2 separate regions of the Triticum aestivum genome follow, and region 2 is linked to region 1. A link is a contact called in public Hi-C data. All regions are on one chromosome and are shown on one strand. Each heading gives the region's core, a stretch centred on a gene start, on an enhancer-like site or on the middle of the called end of the contact. The rest is flanking DNA. Distances are from core to core; before and after follow the strand shown. Region 1 holds the start of LOC123163064 (RNA-binding protein 1). Region 2 holds the start of LOC123156502 (rab GTPase-activating protein 22).

What was found. Hi-C and Micro-C count contacts between places; a contact is called where the count stands out from the background.
Region 2: a Hi-C map of leaf shows a contact between it and region 1, with 5 times the contacts expected there. The contact joins the promoter of LOC123156502 here to the promoter of LOC123163064 in region 1. A contact is called at or near these places in 2 of 5 Hi-C or Micro-C datasets (both in leaf).

Annotation. Positions count from the first base shown.
Region 1 is chr7B:250,770,527-250,774,669 of IWGSC CS RefSeq v2.1, forward strand. LOC123163064 (RNA-binding protein 1) reads left to right here and starts at 1,605. Exons shown (of 6, transcript XM_044580824.1): 1 at 1,605-1,665; 2 at 2,512-2,627; 3 at 2,713-2,956; 4 at 3,242-3,303; 5 at 3,402-3,483; 6 at 4,097-4,143. The coding sequence starts at 1,605.
Region 2 is chr7B:251,470,170-251,474,763 of IWGSC CS RefSeq v2.1, forward strand. LOC123156502 (rab GTPase-activating protein 22) reads left to right here and starts at 2,901. Exons shown (of 5, transcript XM_044574623.1): 1 at 2,901-3,378; 2 at 4,425-4,560. The coding sequence starts at 3,143.

The DNA.
Region 1 (4,143 bases), core at 355-2,854:
GAGAAAAGCCGTCTGGCTTCAGTTGATGATTCTATGCGCAACAGGGGCAAGCCGCGTCGTATAGGCCTTTGCGCAGATTTTGAAAGGCACGTTGATGAGGGTGATAGGGCGATATTATTTGATGGACTCCACTCCTCTGACCTTTGAATTAAACTGATGACTCCGAAGTTGAGGTGCGAGATGTCTACCATGCCTAACGCGAAACCATTAATGATGTCGTAAAAGGAGCTTTGAGCATGCGCCAAAAACGACGAAAGAAGCCACCGGCCAGCCGTCCGGGCCAGGGGCAGTATCAATCTTCATCGATCCAACAACCCTATCAATTTCCTCCGTGGAAAAGGATAAGGCAAGGAGGTCGTTTTCGGCCTGAGAAACTCGAGCTTCGTCCCCCCAGAAATCTGCTCGAAGGCGCATGGGCTTTTCCTCCGTTGTTCCCAACAGGTTAAGGAAGAAATCATCTATGTGAGCCGTTATTTCCGATTGCTGACCAACACCCCATGCTCGGATTGAAGGTGCAGAAAGCATTTCCGTTTACGCCTGTTGGCGTAGGCATGGAAATAACCCGTGTTAGCGTCTCCCTTAGTAATCCACTTGACGTCGCCTCGACGGCGCTAGTATTCCTCCTCTTCCTAAGAATGAAAAGCACCTGGTTTTCTAGGGCATATCGATTGGCCCACTCCGCCTCCGAGAAGGCTTTGGAGTCAACTTGGGCGTCGAGGGATTTGATTTCGTCTATGAGAGCTTCCCTAGCTCTCTTCGACTCACTATCGTGGTTAGCCCCCCTACCGCGGAGGAAGCCACGTAAGGCACCGGCCGCAGAGATCCAAAGATCCATTGGCTTCCTGGTCCTGCCGGCCGCGGCCACCGCTATCTCCCAACGAGCGATGATCAGAGGAATAAAGCCGCCCACCTCGAAGCAGCTAGCAAGTGATGATGATGTATGCACGAATACATGCTGACCTAGTACTGTATCACACAGGAAATCTTTCAGGCGAGACTTTATTCGATCTCGCCTTGAGCGAGATATAGCTCCAGCGATTATACTCAGCTGGCACCATTATGTTTTTTTAGGCAAACCATTGTGCTACTACTACTAGTAGGCTAAAAAACTATCACAGGGATCATACATGATGTGGCCCGAACCGCCTGAGCCACGCATATTGGATCACGGCCCGAACGACGGAGCCGTTCGGTCGCCAAGCTTGTGCGGCCCAGACGAACATATGTTACGCTTTCCTGACAATCGACCGCCACGTGATGCCATCCGATCTCTCTTTATCTTTCTCTCTCCTACAAGCCGAGACCAAACCGAAACACTTTCTCTCTCTCCCTTCTTTCTCGTGCTCGGAAACCCTAGCCGCACGAAGACTTCGCCTCGCCCCCACATCGCCCGCCGTGTGACCTGCCTACGTGGGCGAACGATGGCCGCGGAGAACTACTGGAGGTACGCCGACGCGCGGCAGCAGCAGGCCATGGTGGCGGCTGCGGCGGCCGCGGCGGGGATGGCGCCAGCAGCTACCGTTGCGCAGGCCGCGACGGCCGCGGGGGGCATGCAGCAGCACCAGCACCAACACCAGCAGGCGGCGATGGCGCAACAGCAGCAGCAGCAGCAGCAGCAGCAGGCGGCCGCGCCGTCGCTTAAGCGCGCGCGCCCAGACTACGGCGGTGAGTTCGCGGCCCTCAGATCTGCCCCCTAGAATCTAGATCTGGATCCTTTTGTTCTCGCTATGATGGTTCTTTTGCTCTTTGTGTCGTTGTTTGTGCTTGCGTGTCTGTATTGTCTCGTGGTTAGTGGTAGTTTTGGTTTTATATAGTTGTAGATGAGATATTGCTTAGATCCAGTAATACGGTCACTAATTTTGTAAACATCGTAGCGGGCTTAGCCTATATGGGGGTAATACTCCAGCATTATCATAGCACTAGATCGATACCCGTACCAGAATTTCTACTTATTATTTTTATAGTCTAAAAAGGGTTGATTTTCTACCACAAATCTGCCCAGAGTATTTTCAAGAACGATGCTGAGAGATGCTTACAGACTTGAAAAACTCGAGTGATACACGTGGTAAATCTGCGGATTGGATTTTGGTGCAATAATTGTTGCCACATCACTTTGCCTCCCCGTCTCCGTTACTAGTGGAAACATAATAGATGTACTCTTCTAATCTGGCTCTCGTAGCTCAATTTTGGTCAGAGCTTTTTGTTGGTTGTTTGGATTTCAGTATACCGGTTTTTAATAGTTGGTACCAAATGTGTGTGTGGATCAATGGGGGGTAATGACTGGTGTTGCCTGCATTATAAGAAATCCTGGAGTTCTCATGACAGTTAAATGCTTGTATGTAGCTGCTCTAACTTCTAACTGTTAGTGTGCGTCCATATTTTCTCCTTGTACTTATGCCCTTTTTACGACTTGTTTATCTACTGAATATTCTTAGCTTGCTGGTTATATTAATTAAAGATATTGTTGGCAAGTGAGATTTACATGAAACCTGTTTTTTTTATTGTTTGCAGATGGTCCTGGAGGACAAGAGATGGCAGGATATTATCCGCGGGAAAATGCAGGTTACCACTCACTTAGAGACAATGAAGCAATTGGAGCATCTTATGACCGCTACTTACGCAATGGGGTATTGTTAACTTCGTTGTAAAGAGCTCACATAATTATTCTGAGCACCTTGTCGTGATACTTTGGCCTTGTTTTTGTGCTTCTAGATGCCTTCTGTGGCAGCCAATGAACCAAGTAGGGCAGTTGTTGGTGCCATGGGTGGAGGTGCAATGGTTGGTGGTGGAATGAGTGGATATCCTGTTGATGATCGCCGTATGATGGGTGTCGTTGGTATGGACAGCAGAGCCATGGGGTATGGTGCAAGACCTGAGCCTCCTCTCCCCCCGGATGCATCCAACACTTTGTATATTGAAGGTCTGCCTGCAAACTGCACTCGTAGGGAGGTTTCACGTATCCTTATAAGCTATATTGCTATCATGATGTGCTTAACTTCATTTCTTAATTGATGGTTGAGTATTCTTTGATGTCACACCACTGATATTCATCACATAGTTCCATTCCTGTTTGTTAATGATACTCTTGTTCTTGTGGCCTAATCTTTGTTGTTCAGTCCCTCTCCATTTATTTTATATGCCCTGACAAGCTGCTTGTTCAATATGATGCACCAGCAGAGAATTTAGAATTGTATCATCTCGCACCATAAGTGCTTTTGCTCCTTAACCTTCTCCACTACAGATATATTCCGCCCTTTTGTTGGTTTCCGTGAAGTGAGGCTTGTCAACAAAGAGTCAAGACACGTATGTATATTCTGCCCTTCTGTTGGTTTATTTTGTGTTAATAAACCGTATATTATATTCTAATGATGACATATCTTGACCTGTCAACTTTGCTGCAGCCTGGTGGAGATCCTCATGTCCTGTGTTTCGTTGATTTTGATAGCCCTGCCCAAGCTACTATTGCACTTGAAGCCCTGCAAGGTGAAAATACTTGTGTTTGCAGATTTGGATTATGTAGTTGTATAGATACTCTTATTTTCATCTCTGGTAATATTCAGTATCGTATGTTTTCATTTTTGGTTTACATATTTATGCATTCCCCATTAGTTTCTTCTCAAGCTTGCTTTGAAATTGGTAATCATGATCAATTGTCTGTTGTACTTTCTTTTTGCAATATGTGCAGCATAGGTAGATTGTGCTTTAGGGATAGTGACCAGTTGACCTTAGCTGGCATTAATAGCCAAAAACTCACCTTCCGCTGCGCTGCGATAATACTAGAATATTTATTCAGACCATGATTTTTCTAGGGCATGTTATTGTATGCGTAAAATTTGCAATTTTGGTTCTAGAGATTAGTGTGAAGTCATTTGACCATCTATACGTTGCTCGGCTCTGCAGTACTGTACAGTTCGAACATCCACGTCGATGTATCCTTGCCAATCAATTCCAGTTTATAGTTGTTACTGTATCTCTTTTCCTATGCGTTGGATCTAATGCTCACTCCTGAATTCTTGATGGCATGGCGTTAACGTTTGAGGTTCGTTATGTTCTCCCGACGACGAAGCGAAATAAACCGTCACGATTCATTTTGCAGGTTATAAGTTTGACGAACACGATCGTGAATCAGCCCATTTAAGGCTG
Region 2 (4,594 bases), core at 1,651-4,150, 700 kb after region 1:
GATTTCATATTTGTAATTCATAAAGCACCATATTCTTCTATCGATTGACCGAATTTGCATCACCACCAAAAATAATTACAATACCAAAGAACATCAACAAAAAAGAAAAAGATTGCCCACAGACAAAAGAAAAGAAATAGAGTTGGTCTGTTTTGATCTCTGGTATGCACGAGTAAGAACAAGGCACGGATAAAAACTAGAGTCAATCTGTGTTACCAGTCTAAATCTCATGTGGCAGTCAGGTGTAACAACCTTATATTGGGTGACCAGTCTGAAAGATTTTTTTTCAAACACAATACAGATGTAGACGTTCATATATACGCACATACATTCACCTCTATAAATACACACTCGCATACCATATCTCTATGAGCACCTTCGAGAGACAGAGCCGACACATCATCTCGAGGTTGACAAAATTACCACAAGCGTCTCCTCAATCGACGGGAATATCTACTCCAACTGAACGAACATCATCGAAAAATATGAGCACGAGTGTCAAGTCTAGAACTAAAACCTAGTGGATTGGCTCCACAAAGAAACATAACCTTTTGAGTTAGACTCGATTCATAGTACGAAAGAGTTTTTTTTTGCATGGTAATACGTGTCTCATTCATATCATAAAGATTAAAGTACAAGTCACGTAAGGACCGACATAACAAAACTAAAAAGATAGCAGAACATCTCTGAGCTTGACACCAACGCTCATCACCTGCCTCCGGCACCACGACAGCAACCACCGAAGAAAAGAATGATGGATCACCTCCTCACCCGAGCTCGACGCGGCTCCATCGCTGATATGCAGCTTTGCGGACCTCCAAGGTGGCTCACCAAAAGTGAAGCCCTTACCGTTGAACGAATCAGACCGGGGCAACACCCCGGACACGCCATCGAATTCCAGATCTGGCACCCCACCGTGACTAAGACGTCGCGGAAGGAAACCATACCTGCCATCCACGAACCACAAACCCAGCACATGTTCCGTCTTCCAGATGTCGTCGATGCAGACCACAATCTGCATCCGCTCCTGGACTACCTCCCAAGCTCCGCGCCGACGCTGGAGCAAACGTTGTCACAACGGCGGAGCCCGGGGACACAGGTCCACCACGAGGATGCCACCGCCGCCACGCCATCCTTGCTTGAACAGACTGGTTTCTAAATTCATCCCCAACCATAGGACCAATGGCCTTGTCAAGGAAGGATCCGAAGAATCTTTATTCAACGTTGTCATCGTCGCCGTCGAAACAAAGACGATGAAAGCCTAAAAACCTAAAACTATGAGGGAGTAAAAACGATCCACACGCGTGGATCCGGCGACCCCCTCACCACCGACGACCGAGGTCGCCGGAGGAGGGGAGCCGCCGGAGGACGGCGCTGAAAGATTGGGTCTTCTGGCGGCGGCTAGGGTTTCCAGCCGCTAGGGACAGGAGGAAAATCGGGGCGGACCTAATAGTACGAAAGAGTTATACATATCAAATTTGGATTGTTTCGCTACTATACGTAAGTACTTCTAATTACATGAAGTAATTAATTATAGTATAAAAGAAAGATACGGAGCTATTGAATATTTTCAAAAGGAATGATATAGACTGGCTACGGACATAGAAACCCATAAATAACCAACACAAGAAGCGGACACATACCAAACCAAAATCTCATACTTTAGCGGGGAGATACCTGCCAAATATTTAGTTTGCACGACAAGTACCAAATGTTAAATAAGATTGACATAAAAAATATAAATAAGATCTTACTAAATCCTTGAAATGAAAGAAGTTCATCCTATTCTACAAAGAGGGAGGAAAAACTTAAAAAAAATTAGCTGATTACGGCTCGGTCTATAATTCATGAACCAACCGAATTTATTCTTTATAGATATCATTCCAGATAATTAATTTCCGAGATAAGTACCAGGCTTTAAATAAGATATTGTACTAAAAATGCTTGAAATGGGATAAAAATTACTACTAGCTGATTTGGAATTTATAATTCATAAACCACCGTATTCATTACGGACCGAATTTCGCATTACCACCAAGAATAAGTACAGTACACCAAAGAACAAAGACAACTCCCTACAAAAAAGATACTTGAACGGTCACACTGACTTGGGTTGGTTCCACCGAAAAGTAACCTAAACTTTTGTGCTAGACTCGATTCGTAGTACGAAAGTGATATGCGTATCAAATTTGGATTGCTTCGCTACAACGTAAGTACTTCTAATTACATGAAATATTAATTATACTATAAAAGAAAAATACAAAGCTATTGTATACTTTCAAAGGAATGGCATAGACTGGCTAAAGACATGGAAACCCATAAATAACCAACACAAGAAGCGGACACATACCAAACCAAAATCTCATACTTTAGCACGGAGAGATACATGCCTCAGGGCAAGTACCAAACATTAGATAAGATTGACATAAAAAATTTGAATAAGATCTTACTAAATCCTTGAAATGGAAGAACTTCAACATATTCTATGAAAAGAGAGGAAGAACTTCAACAAAATTGGCTGATTATGAATCGGTCTATTATTCATAAACCAACCGAATTTATTTTCTAGAGATACCATTCCAAACAATTAATTCATGAGATAAGTACCAGGCACTAAATAAGATATTGTACCAAAAATGCTTGAAATTGGATAAATTAAAAAAATTACTACTAGCTGATTTGGAATTTATAATTCATAAACCACCGTAGTACTATTCATTATCGACCGTATTTCGCATTACGACCGAGAATAATTACAGTACTGCCAAAGAACAAAGACTACTCCATACAAAAAGATACTCGAACGATCACACTGACTCGTGGGCCCGGGAAATCCTACTACTACCTCATACGTCAGTCTCAGTACGCGACTGTTTAAAACCAGCACCCACCGCACCCACCTTTTTTTAACTCCCCTTGTCTCCCTTCGGAGAGAGAGAACCGAATCACCAATCGACCGCACAGTTGATCCGCATCCGCCACTGAGTCCCACCTCGCCGCCGGCGAGGTCCGCGTCGTTGTCCGGCGGCGTCGATGGAGAGGCCCGCCGTCCTCACGCGGGAGAAGTCGGTGTGGGCTTGGTCCCGGTAGTTACAATCGGTTGGTGGGGGCGGGGCAGGAAGGACAGGAGAGCGCCGCGGCGATGAAGGCCCTGCGGCGATCCAGCACCTCGTCTTCGTCCTCATCCTCGTCGTCCCCGAGGACGCCATCCTCGCCGCCGCCGCCTTCGTCGCGGATCCACCGCCGTTCGCTTCTGCTCGTCGCCTCGTCGGCCTCCTCTTTGGCGGCGTTGGGGAAATCGGCCGCGGCGGCTTCGGCTTCAGCGTCGCCGTTGCTTACCGCAGATTCCTCGTCGTCGTCCCCACCGAATTCGGACCGGTCAGTTTTCTCGTCCGGAGTTATGACCACCGATTAATACAGAAATGAAGTTGCTTAAATGGGGGATTTTTGTCCAATAGCATTTTTTGTTTTCTTGGCCCATACCTCATAGTTAGATTAAATCAACTAATGATGCTCAAAATTATGCTTCTTGTGTGTGTTTTGTTGGAAATGGTGGTTTGGTCAGTGGTAGTACTGATGTAGATGCCCCTTTAGACTAAAAAAAATGTTACTTTTGTTTAAGTGCTCACTGGTCAGACCAAGTTATTTATGCTTTGATCTAGATAAGGCTTAGTTAGGAGTTCACACTTCGTAGGCAGGAAGTCGTAGCTCACCTTGTTAGTTCCGTTTCCGTGAAATGCTCGCCAGTTGTTCAGCCAATTTAGCACCAAAATCAATGAGTCATCTTAAAAAAGTTTGGACATGCAGGGTGTTTTGGTTTCATTTGTTGGCAGCTGTAGAGTTGTTTCGCAAATATGTGCCATGGATTTGTTCATTGCAATTGTTTCCTAGTATCGTGAACTGGGCACCTTCAGCATCTGTTTGAGTGGTCTGTTCAGAGTTACTCCCTCCGTCCCATAATTATATTGGTTGTAATAACATCTTATATTATGGCTTATGGGACGGAGGGGGTAGATTACAAGTTGTATGTGGGTGTTGGTAGCAACTCATAAAGAGGTACATTTAGCTTCTAAGGTTTGCATTACCTGTGGCAGCTGTGTCCAAAAACAGTTTTACACCAAACCGTGAAATCCTTAATTTAGTTTTTCGTACTAACTTCACCACCCTATTTGAAAAGCAACAAATGAAAATGAACTGTGCCACTGATTGCCGGTTTCCATGGGTTGAGTAAAAATCGTTTTGAACACCCCTAACATGTGACTAACAACCTTTGGTTGTAGAACAGTAGAAGGAAAGTTGTATTGTGAATACAATGCTGAACTGCAGTAATGCATAACTTAAATCATCACCGAATTATCATTTGGTCGCACCACTTTATAGAATTATCTATTTCATTTTTTATAAAGCAAGCAATCTTTTTCCAGAGGTGCAATTAAATCTCCATGGTCTCGGAGGAAAAGAAAACAAGCACTCTCTTGTCAAAACTGGAGCCGTCTATTTTCTGTGAATGGGAAGTTTCGTGATGGAGGAAGAAAATTTCTGAAGAAAGTTCGCAGTGGGGTAAGTTTCGTTAGTATCCAGGTTTTATTTGTAA